2 separate regions of the Oryctolagus cuniculus genome follow, and region 2 is linked to region 1. Evidence: chromatin contacts called from public Hi-C data. All regions are on one chromosome and are shown on one strand. The core of a region is the stretch at or near the end of the contact, and the rest is flanking DNA. Distances in the headings are between cores, read along the strand shown.

The links. Hi-C and Micro-C count contacts between places; a contact is called where the count stands out from the background.
Region 2: a Hi-C map of embryonic fibroblasts shows a contact between it and region 1, with 7 times the contacts expected there. The contact joins the promoter of LOC127484461 here to the enhancer-like site in region 1. A contact is called at or near these places in 5 of 6 Hi-C or Micro-C datasets (ear pinna, embryonic fibroblasts, psoas muscle and 2 more).

Annotation. Positions count from the first base shown.
Region 1 is chr17:39,873,927-39,878,903 of mOryCun1.1, forward strand. No RefSeq gene overlaps it. Among named protein-coding and RNA genes, the nearest start is that of CCL1, 24 kb to the left of the region's middle. Within about 2 kb of position 2,330, at least 1 of the 8 cell types and tissues checked has an H3K27ac peak or open chromatin away from gene starts, as enhancers often do.
Region 2 is chr17:39,972,649-39,977,625 of mOryCun1.1, forward strand. LOC127484461 (large ribosomal subunit protein eL33-like) reads left to right here and starts at 2,064. Exons shown (of 1, transcript XM_070061072.1): 1 at 2,064-2,496. The coding sequence starts at 2,145. The coding sequence ends at 2,477.

The DNA of each region.
Region 1 (4,977 bases), core at 1,080-3,579:
ACACCTTACCACTTCAATACTCTTCTCTGGAACAATGGTCCAAACATCAAAATCAGGATGTCCACACAGACCCAACATTTCCATCTGTTCAAACTCTCCATTCCAGTGTTGCTCGTTTTCCCAGTGACTTTCTGTATAGCTTCCGGATCCAATGAAAGACCACGCGCTGTATTCAGATGTCATGGTCCTTTAGTCTCCATTGATGTGAAACAGTTTCTCAGTCTTCGTCTCATGACCTTGACAGTGAGGCCGGTTTCTAGGTAGGATTTTTCTCAGTTTGATTTGTTTTATTTCCTAGCGATTAGATCTAGTTTACGTGTTGTTAGCAATAGAGTAGCTGAAGACATGTTTGTTCTCAGTGCATTGTACCAGGAGGTACACTTGTTCTGCTACTGGTGATGGGCTCTTTTATTATGTGATTAAAGGGTTGCCTGCAATTCTCTTCATTGTATAGGTTGATTGTTATGTTGTTTGTGTTGGGAGATAATTTGAGGCTATCAATAGTCTGTTCCTAATCAAATTTTCAACCATTTGTTTTAGGATTCATAGATGATTCCTGCCTGAATCAGTTTTTACTCTGATGGCTTCCAAGTGGTGATTGTCTGACTCCATGCTTTCTTCTGTTTTTTGGTTAGCATTTCACTCTAAGTTAGAACTTTCCCTTCTCTGACTTTATTCAATAGATTAATATAAATTATTATGGTTTTTTAAATTTGTATTTATTTTGGTGATTAGATTGTCCCAGATTGGCCAGTGAGTCTCTTCAAATTGGGTTCTATGTGTCTTTGACACATTTCATTACTTTTAAAAAATAACTTCTTTCTCTTTTGACACAACCAGATATTCCAGCTCTGGAGTGAGCCGTGGATCGAAGGATCTCTGGTTTCTTTAGTGGAGAATGGTTTTTATAAAATGGGCGCTTGATGTATACGCTGATACTCATGTGTCATTGTCTCTAGCTTTTTCCAGTGAACATAATCAGTGTGCATCGCTCATCTCTACCTCTACCTTTGTCTCTCTCTCCATTTGCTCCCTTCTTCCCCCTCGCCATCCTTCCTCCCTCCCTCCTTCCTCCTATCAATCATTTATCTATTAATCAATCTATATCCTTAACACTATGAGTTCATACAATACCTAATTCCAGATAACATCACAAAGTTTTCCCCAATGTTCCAAATTTCTATATTTTGCTTTGGAAGCTTCTCCAGCACTGAGTTGGCTTCCGTTATCTTGACAGATGTCAATGTTGTCTCAACCCATGTTTATGTCACCTAGCTATGTGGCTAACTCAGACCCAGCCCTGTCAGCCCCGACTTGTGGGCCACTCTCTTGAACTCAGCCTGGCCCTGAAAAACACACTGGGTAAGGCTCCAGTCCTAGTTCCAGTCCCAGCCCTGGCAACACACCAATCACGTGTCCAGCTGAGTTCCTGACCTTGGCCTCCATTAACCTCCTGGTTGAGATCCAGGTATTGGCCAAGGAGAAGGAGAATAATGAACAGATGAATCTGTGAAACAGAGACGGAGTGAGGACCTGCATGCAGACAGTTCACTGGGGCACCTCAGAGAGAGTGCCCGGGCATGTTGTATGGATGGAGGAGAAGCCAGGGCAAGTTGTATGGTCAGGGTCAACGTGGTGAGCGCTGCGCACCGATCCTCCAGGGACACTGTGGGCAGCCCACAGCCTGACTTCCAGAATCAACAGCCAGAGGCAGGAGAGCAGAAAGCAGCTGTCCCTGCCCTGCCTGGGGGGATGGCTGCCTCCCAGCGTGCTCTCTTTCAGGAACTTCCTGCCTCAGGCAAGTATACAGGCCGAGCACACTCCTGACCTGACAGGGCACCAGGGGGAGCCTGTGCACCACCAGCAAGGCGTGAGGGGCGCTGAGAGCTGATGTGAAGAGAGTAGAGTGAGTCACAGCCTGCCACAAGCCATCCACCGAGCCCCAGAGGATCTGTCGCCTTCCCGGGACCACCCAGCTTCTTTGCCCTTGGTCGACAAGGAAGGGAGTGACTGGCAGCTCTCAGATTCCAACCAGTTTACGTAAGGATGTGGATTCTAAAAATACTGCTATTCTGGTCAGGGCAGTGAAGCATCATTTAAAATGATGACGTGGTACCTGAGTTCTGCAGTGGTTAACGCTACTGGGATTTAAATGTAATGACAAAATTCTACAGTGCAGCTGGGTAAGGTTTGGAGAAAACCAACAGGTGGTGTCAGCACAGAGTGAGTCTTCCTGCCCTTGGGATTCTGGATTTGTGGTCTGGGATTTGTGAAAATCTGGACCCCCATCTCCACGTCCCATTGGTCCTGGAAGCTGCGGAAGAGACAGGTTAAGATTGGAAAGGGCCCTCCTCTGCCTACTGCTCTTGGGGCTTCAGGAGCTCCCTGGAGTGACCTCTGAAAGCTTATCTGCAGGTCTGTCTGCTATGTGAGCTGTTTTTGTTTTTGTTTTTGTTTTCAATAATCTAGGTCCTGGCTGGCTCCAGGGTTTTAATTGCAGACATTTTAACTTCCCACTCTGCCCAGCCAACAGCTCAGGCCGTGTTTCCAAGAGAAGAGACATGGGTGTGAAATCAGAGAGACTTGTCAGAGACCGCCCATTCCGCGGCTCCGGCCTGTGGCCAGGGGTCACCCTCACTGCGGGAGGGGCCATCCTAAGGTCAGGCGGGGATGTCCACTTAGCCTGAGTGACTCAGAGTTGGGTCAGCTTGGAGATGAGGATCCAGGTCTCCCGCCGCCTCTGCTTCCCAGCGTGCTGAATTCCAAGCCTGCTGAGCCTCTGCACATCCGTCTTGGACAGCAGGCCCTGAGGAGCCGGCTCACGAGATAGGAAGCTCCCTTCTCTCCGTGGGGAGTCTTGTCCGGGTGCCTCACTATGGTGAGTCACACGTCTGCAGGAGAAGCGGCTGAGCTCAAGAAGTTCAGCGAGACCTTGACCGCAAGAAGCTGCCGGGAAGAGGAGGCGTGTGCCTTTGAATGGATACCGGCAAAAGCTCTCAGGGTCCGGCTGGAGGTGTGGGGATGGAGAGTGTCTCAATCCTTTCTGCAGCTGACACAGGGTCATTTACAGACAACGCAAACATGCTGCTCCCAGTTCTGAGGGCTGGGAGGTCCAAGAGGAAGGCTGCCGCGGACCGGGGGCCAGAGAGGGGCCTGCTCTGCCCAGATGGCGCCTTCCGCGTGTCCTCGCCGGCCCCCCGCAGGCCTTCTTTATAAATGCACTGGCGTCACTTAGGAGGGCAGACCCCTCGGGGCCTCACTGCCCCCTGATGCCTCTGCCAACTGCTGCCAGGGCGGTTGGCACGCGCTGCAAGCTTGCTCTCCAGCGCCGGGGTGTGGTGGTGGCAGAACCTTAAGAGGAGGACTGGAAATGGGGGTGATGCGGCCCCGTGCTCATGAGCGGATTGGTGCTGGGCTTGTGCAGTGGGCTGGGTGTCGCAGTGTGGGGCCCGTCTCCACACAGCTGTAGCCATTTGCTGTCATGGTGTGATGCGGCCTGAGACTCCGGCCACTAGAATCATGAGCCGAATAATCCTCATTTATTTATTTGTTTGTTTCTCTTTTAAAAAAAGATTTATTTATTTATTTGGAAGGCAGAGTTACAGAGAGGCAGAGGCAGAGAGAGAGGGAGGTCTTCCATTGGCTGGTTCACTCCCCAGATGGCCACAGTGGCTGGAGCTGTGCCAATCCAAAGCCAGGAGCCAGGAGCCAGGAGCTTCCTCTGGGTATTCCACACAGGAGCAGGGGCCCCAAGACTTGGGCCATTTTCTACTGCTTTTCCCAGGCCATAGCAGAGAGCTGGGACTAGGCTGGTTCCTATACGCGATGCCGGCACCGCAGGCTGTGGCTTTACCCACTATGCCACAGCTCCCACCCCTCATTTTTTTATGCAGTCCCCAAACTCAGGTATTAGGAATGGCAACCCCAGGTGGACTAGGATGAGGGGGATTAGATTAGGATGAGCTTTGTAGGGGCATAGTCATTCATGCCATAGCAGAGAGAAGCTAATTCTTTTTTAAGAAAAGATTTATTTATCTGAAAGGTAGAGTTACAGAGAGAAAGAAACACACACACAGAGAGACAGAGGCAGAGAGGGAGAGAGAGAGAGAGAGACAGAGAGGTATCTTTCATCTGCTAGTTCACCCCCTAAATGGCCACAACAGCCAGAACTGAGCCAGGCCAAAGCCAGGAGCCAGGAGCCCAGGTCTCTCACATGGGAGCAGGGGCTCAAGCACTTGGGCCATCCTCCACTGCTGTCCCAGGCACATTGGCAGGGAGCTGCATCAGGAGTAGAGCACCTGGGTCTCAAACTGGTGCCTATATGGGATGCCAGTGCTGCAGGCCTGGGTTTTAACTCACTGAACCACAGCATTGGCCCCAAGATAAGCTAATTAGGAGCTGCTTTGTGAGGTTGTAAGGGATGGGCCTATGTCACAGGTCTACTGTTCCCCTCTTGCACAACATCCAACATGTCATCCCTCTGCCTGCTGCATTTTCCTAAGCTTCATCCCCACACAGATCCTCATGGTCTCTTGGGCATCACCCCCATGGCTTTCTCCCAAGCTGTCCCTCCCTCATTCCACCCTGCACTCAGATATCAGGTGTTCTTCCTTATGCATGCCTCAGAGTGTTCTTCTCCTTCTTTGTTATTTTGGATCTTTCGGGAACCCTATTGCTTCCCACTCTGAAATTCAAGACCCCCTACAGTTTATCTCCAACAATTATTTCACACTGGCATCCCATATGGGCACCAATTTGAGACCCAGCTGCTCCACTTCCAATCCAGCTCCCTGCTAATGCTCCTGGGAAAGCAGGGGAGGATGGCCCAAGTGCTTGGGTACCTGCACCCACGTGGGCGACTCAGAAGAAGATCCTGACTCCTGGCTTTGGCCTGGCCCAGCCTTGGTTGAAGAGGCCATTTGAGGAGTGAACCAGTGGATGGAAGACTTCTCTCTCCGTCCTCCTTCTCTCTCTCTC
Region 2 (4,977 bases), core at 814-3,313, 98 kb after region 1:
CGTCCGTTGAGCTCCTTAAAAGGTCAGCCTGGGCTGCTTGCTGGGGACCTTGGCTTATCAGGCTGGCTGTCCTGTCACGTCTCAGCTGCCTGTGGGCCTGATGTGTCTTTAGCCTCAAATTCCCTTTCACCATAGAGGGGTCAATCTCTGACCTCTTGGAAGTCACTCTTTGCCTCTGTGGCTTTTCCCCAGCCTGCAAGCAGCAATAGGCGGGTACTGCCTCCTGGACTAGGTGTGACGAGCTCAGGCCAGACACAGAACCAAGCTCCTGCCTGGGCCTGAGCTCCCACGTCTGACTTCCCTGGCTGTCTTTCCTCATCTGCCTTCCCATCTGGTCTTCCAGGATCACTCAGGGCCACATCCAGAGGTGGTTTGGGGAGTGGGGCCGGGGGCCCAACGATGCCGGGAGGGCCTGTGGAGTCTGTGCCTTTGCGAATGTGCAATGTGCGTGTGGTGACCCGAAGGGAAAATGCTGCTGACAACAAACGGCTGCCATCGTCCAGTTCACGGAACGAGGAAGGAAGCTGCAGCTCCACTGGGAAAATGCTTTCAGGGTGCCTCGTGCTCAGCAGTTTCAGATCTCTAAGCCTTTCGTGGAAGGGAGTGGAGAGGAACAAAGAGCCCGCTTCTCCATGTGAGAAAGGGGCGAGGAACCTCCTTGCGCAGAACTTCCTGATGGAGACACTTGTTTCCATTAGCGGGTGGAAGGTCACGGCCGCCGGGACCCCGGGGCAGGAGGGAACAGGCGATGGAGGAGGGATTCGGTTCTGAGGATGAACTCCAGGGTGTGGGGGCAGGCTGGGGCCTGAGAGGACAACCGACTTCCCCGTGGATGCTGGGGCTCAGTGTTCAGTGGTTTTCTCCTCTGCATGGGGGTCTGAACCTTCTCCAAGCAACATCACCCAGCCTCGAGCTGGCAGTGCAGCCGGGGATGGCCTGGGAGGGTGGATGTGAAGTTCCCATTTGGGGTGCGGAAGTGGCTAGGGGTGGGAGGGAAGGCACAGAGCAGTAACACCTCCGGGACCCTGGGCCGCCTGGCAGCTGGCTGGACCAACGTCCTCAGTGTGAGACGGGGCCACAAGGGAGGGCAGATGGGAAGGGAAGAGTGACCTTGGACTGCTGGAAGTTGGAAACAGCAAAGCAGTGGTGGGGACTGGACTCTGCTGGAGCCTCAGAGGCTACATGCCGGTGGTGGTGGTGGTGGGGGTGATTACCAACTGAACCGGGGGTGTGAGTGGAGGGGAGGCACAGACAAGCCTCAGGGTCCAGCTTGTGCCTGGGGTTTAATGGGACGATGGAAGGGCACACAGCTTCCTCAGGAGGCACTGGCTGTGCTGTGGGGAGGTGACATGCTGGAACAGGGTACTCAGAGCCCACGACAGGCTAAGTGGGAGGGGAAGGGTGAGGATGGGGCACCACTGGCCTTAGGGAGATGTTTGCAGATGGACTTGGCAGGGGCAGGGGACGTGCGTCTCCACTCTGCATGTGATGGCCGTCCAGAGGGCAGTGTGCAGGCAGTGTGGTTGTACCTCAACGTCCGGTAGCAATTTTAATGAAGCAACTCTTTTGGGCTTTAAATTTGTGATTGATCAATTCACTTGAGAGGCAGAGAGAAAGAGACAGACAGACAACACTTCCACCCACCCGTTGACTCCCCAGATGCCTGCAACAGCCAGGGCTGGGCCAGGCTGCAGCTGGGAGTCAGGAGCTCCATCCTGCTCTTCGGCTGGGAGGCAGAGAACTAAGTATTTGAGCCGTCACTGCTGCTCCCCAGAGCGTGCAGTAGCAGGAAGCTGGAGACAGGCGTTGGGGATGGCTGTTGAGCCCAGGCACTCTGACATGGGATGTGGGCATCTTGATCAAATGCCTGCCCCTCTTTTAGCTTGACCTGGAGTTCCTTAAGGCCTCACACATCATCCTCCTTTAGGAGCTGAGTCAGGAGGTTTCTCTGAATGACAGACGTCAGGCTCTGAGAATCCCACAGGAATCTCAAAAAGTCACAGATCACCACTTACCTGGAAAGGAAATGAACTGTGGAAACTCCACAGTAAGACATTGAGTTAAAAAGTTACCACTAGTGCTCTATTTCCGCCATCTTGGAGCCTGTGGAGGCCTGCAGGGAGCAGGACTTCTAGAAGGCAGCTATGTCTGGAAGACTGTGGTGCAAGGCCATTTTTGCTGGCTATAAGCGAGGTCTCCGGAACCAAAGGGAACACACGGCACTGCTTAAAATTGAAGGTGCTTATGCTCGGGATGAAACTGAATTCTACTTGGGCAAGAGGTGTGCTTATGTGTACAAAGCAAAGAACAACACAGTGACTCCTGGCGGCAAACCTAACAAAACCAGAGTCATCTGGGGAAAGGTAACTCATGCTCACGGAAACAGTGGCATGGTTCATGACAAATTCCGAAGCAACCTTCCTGCGAAGGCCATTGGACACAGAATCTGTGTGATGCTGTACCCCTCAATGATTTAAGCTATTGAAAAGTAAATAAATAAAAGTGGAAAAAAAGTTACCACTAGCCACAAATAAAAGTAAAGTGGAGTTATAAGTCAGGAGCTGAGGCAATGCCTAACGGCTGTTAGGGAGACGCTCCTAATCATACCAAGCAGACATCTCTGGTCAGTCAGATAACAGTGCGCTATGGACAATACCTTTCTACCCATGCTGACTGGACTGTTAAAACATAAGTAAGGTGGGAACAGTATTGACTGGACTGTTCAACTGCAAGCAAGGAAGAAACATTGATTGGACAACAGGTTGGAGGATGGCAAGCTGGAGGACTGCTGGAAAATGAGGATAAAAAGGGGAGCCCTTGCACCACTCTCCATCCTCTTGGGGATCATGGCCCGGTGTGTGTAAACCTCTGGATCTCCATACATCTGGAGCTAAAGAGGCAGCCTGCTACTCTGCATGGAGCAGGTAGCTGCACAAGCCGACCTGCAGAGCTTTCCCTGAGCTGTAACCCCACTGTCTCTGTGTGTGTGTGTGTGTGTGCCTAGTGCGTGTGAACCTCTGGATCTCCTCATACTTGGAGCCGAAGAGCCAGCCCGCTAGCATTTGCTATGCGGCACAAGGCGACAACGGGATTAAGAGGCCAGCGGGGCTGCTGCGTTGCTCTCCTGCCACCGTGCCGGACCAGCCAAGATGCCGCCTCACCACCCTGCCTGGACCCCTTATCAGCCTACTGCCAGACCTGACCACAGAGCCAGACCAGGCCTCTCAGCAGGGGACCTCTCCAACTTCTTGCCTGGCCATCCACCTGGGAACTTTGAGCCTACTGCCCAGCGTTCCCACGACGTCCTGCCTGTAAGTGACTGATCCAAGATCTGTCTCTGCCAAGACATGGAGCTCTGGACCTTGAACACTGACACTCTTTTTCGTGATCGTGACATGAACTTTGAAAATGCAGCTTTTATAAATAATGTTAGTCATTATTTGCTTTGACCCTATGTTTTGACCCCTATGCAAGGTATCTGTAAATAATGCTGGAGACCTTGATGTACATATACTATTATAATTGGATAACCCTCAAAATTACTTTAACACTGTATACTGTGATCTGTGGATTAATGAATAAGTTCAAATAGTATTATTGCTATTGATATTAATGGTATTGATTCCCGTAGTCCTTTAGTCATTAAGGAAATAGTGTTACTCTGATAGTTAAGTATTATAGTAAGTAAGTTAAGTAGAAGGTAAGTAGTTACATTAAGCTAAGTAGCTAAGTTAAGTAGTTAAGTCATGATTAAGTAGTGGTGCTAAATTTATTGATAAGTGTATTAAATAGTATAGATTGATAAGTATATTGGTATTGATAAGTGTATTGACCTCAGTGAGCATGCTGATGAGTAGTGTGATAAAAAAACCCTGGTGTGTAAGCAATAAAATCTCTCATTGGAAAGACAGTCCTGTGTCTTTGTGTTCCTTTCTTCCTTGTGACTGACAAGTCATACGTTGCACTTGCTACTGTCGAGCTGCACGACTGTAGGTGCTCGCGACAGAGGCACGCCAGAGACACAGGTGCTTAGCTGACTCTCCATCTGCTCCTCAGCTTCCCAGCCCCCTTGCTGATGGGGCTGAGCGATGGGTCCTCACCAACAATATCACTTCCGGCAAACACGCGCACAGGAGGCCAGCCCTTGCCCTGATTTTGTGCTGATCTGCAGCCTGCATCTCCAGCCACACCCAAGAGCTGGAGGGAGACATTTCCATTTCCTTTCTGGAGGGCTCCCTACCCCCAGCCTACCCCAGAGCCTTCCCAGTGCCTCGGGTGTGGCATTAATGCCCAGACCTCCCTCCCTCCCTTTCAGAGTTTAGATGACCAAGACGGGGGCCACCCTGATTCCCGTCAGCCTCTAGGAAAAACAGATGCCTCTGAGTTCACAAGCCAGGTGTGATCCTCAACTCTCCACACTTCTAAAGTCTGAGAATGCATCTCCAATATTTGTTTAGAGACGCTGAGTGTTTTAGTACAGGCACATCTTTCAGGGAAGAAGCCTGCGTGTTTTCATCAACCTGGAAGATACCTCAGAGGAAGCTAAGCATCTCTTGGACTTAGCCAGCATGGATTTTGCTACACTCAGGATATAAAGGTACCGCACCACAGTAAGAATGTGGACATTGGGGCCAGTGCTGTGGCTTAGTAGGTTAAGCAGCCACCTGTGGCACTGGCATCCCATATTGACATGGGTTCGAGTCCTGACTGCTCCACTTCTTATCCAGCTACCTGCTAAAGTGCTTGGGAAAGCAGAGGAAAATGACCTCTGCTTTCCCAAGTGCTTGGGCCCCGGCACTCATGTAGGAGACCCAGAAGAAGCCCCTGGCTTTAGATTGGCCCAGCTCTGGTGGTTGTGGCCATTTGAGGAGTGAACCAGAGGATGGAAGATCTTTCTCTCCTCTGTCTCTCCCTCTAGCTCTCTCTTTGTAACTCTGCCTTTCAAATAAATAAATAAATCATAAAAAATTTTTCCTT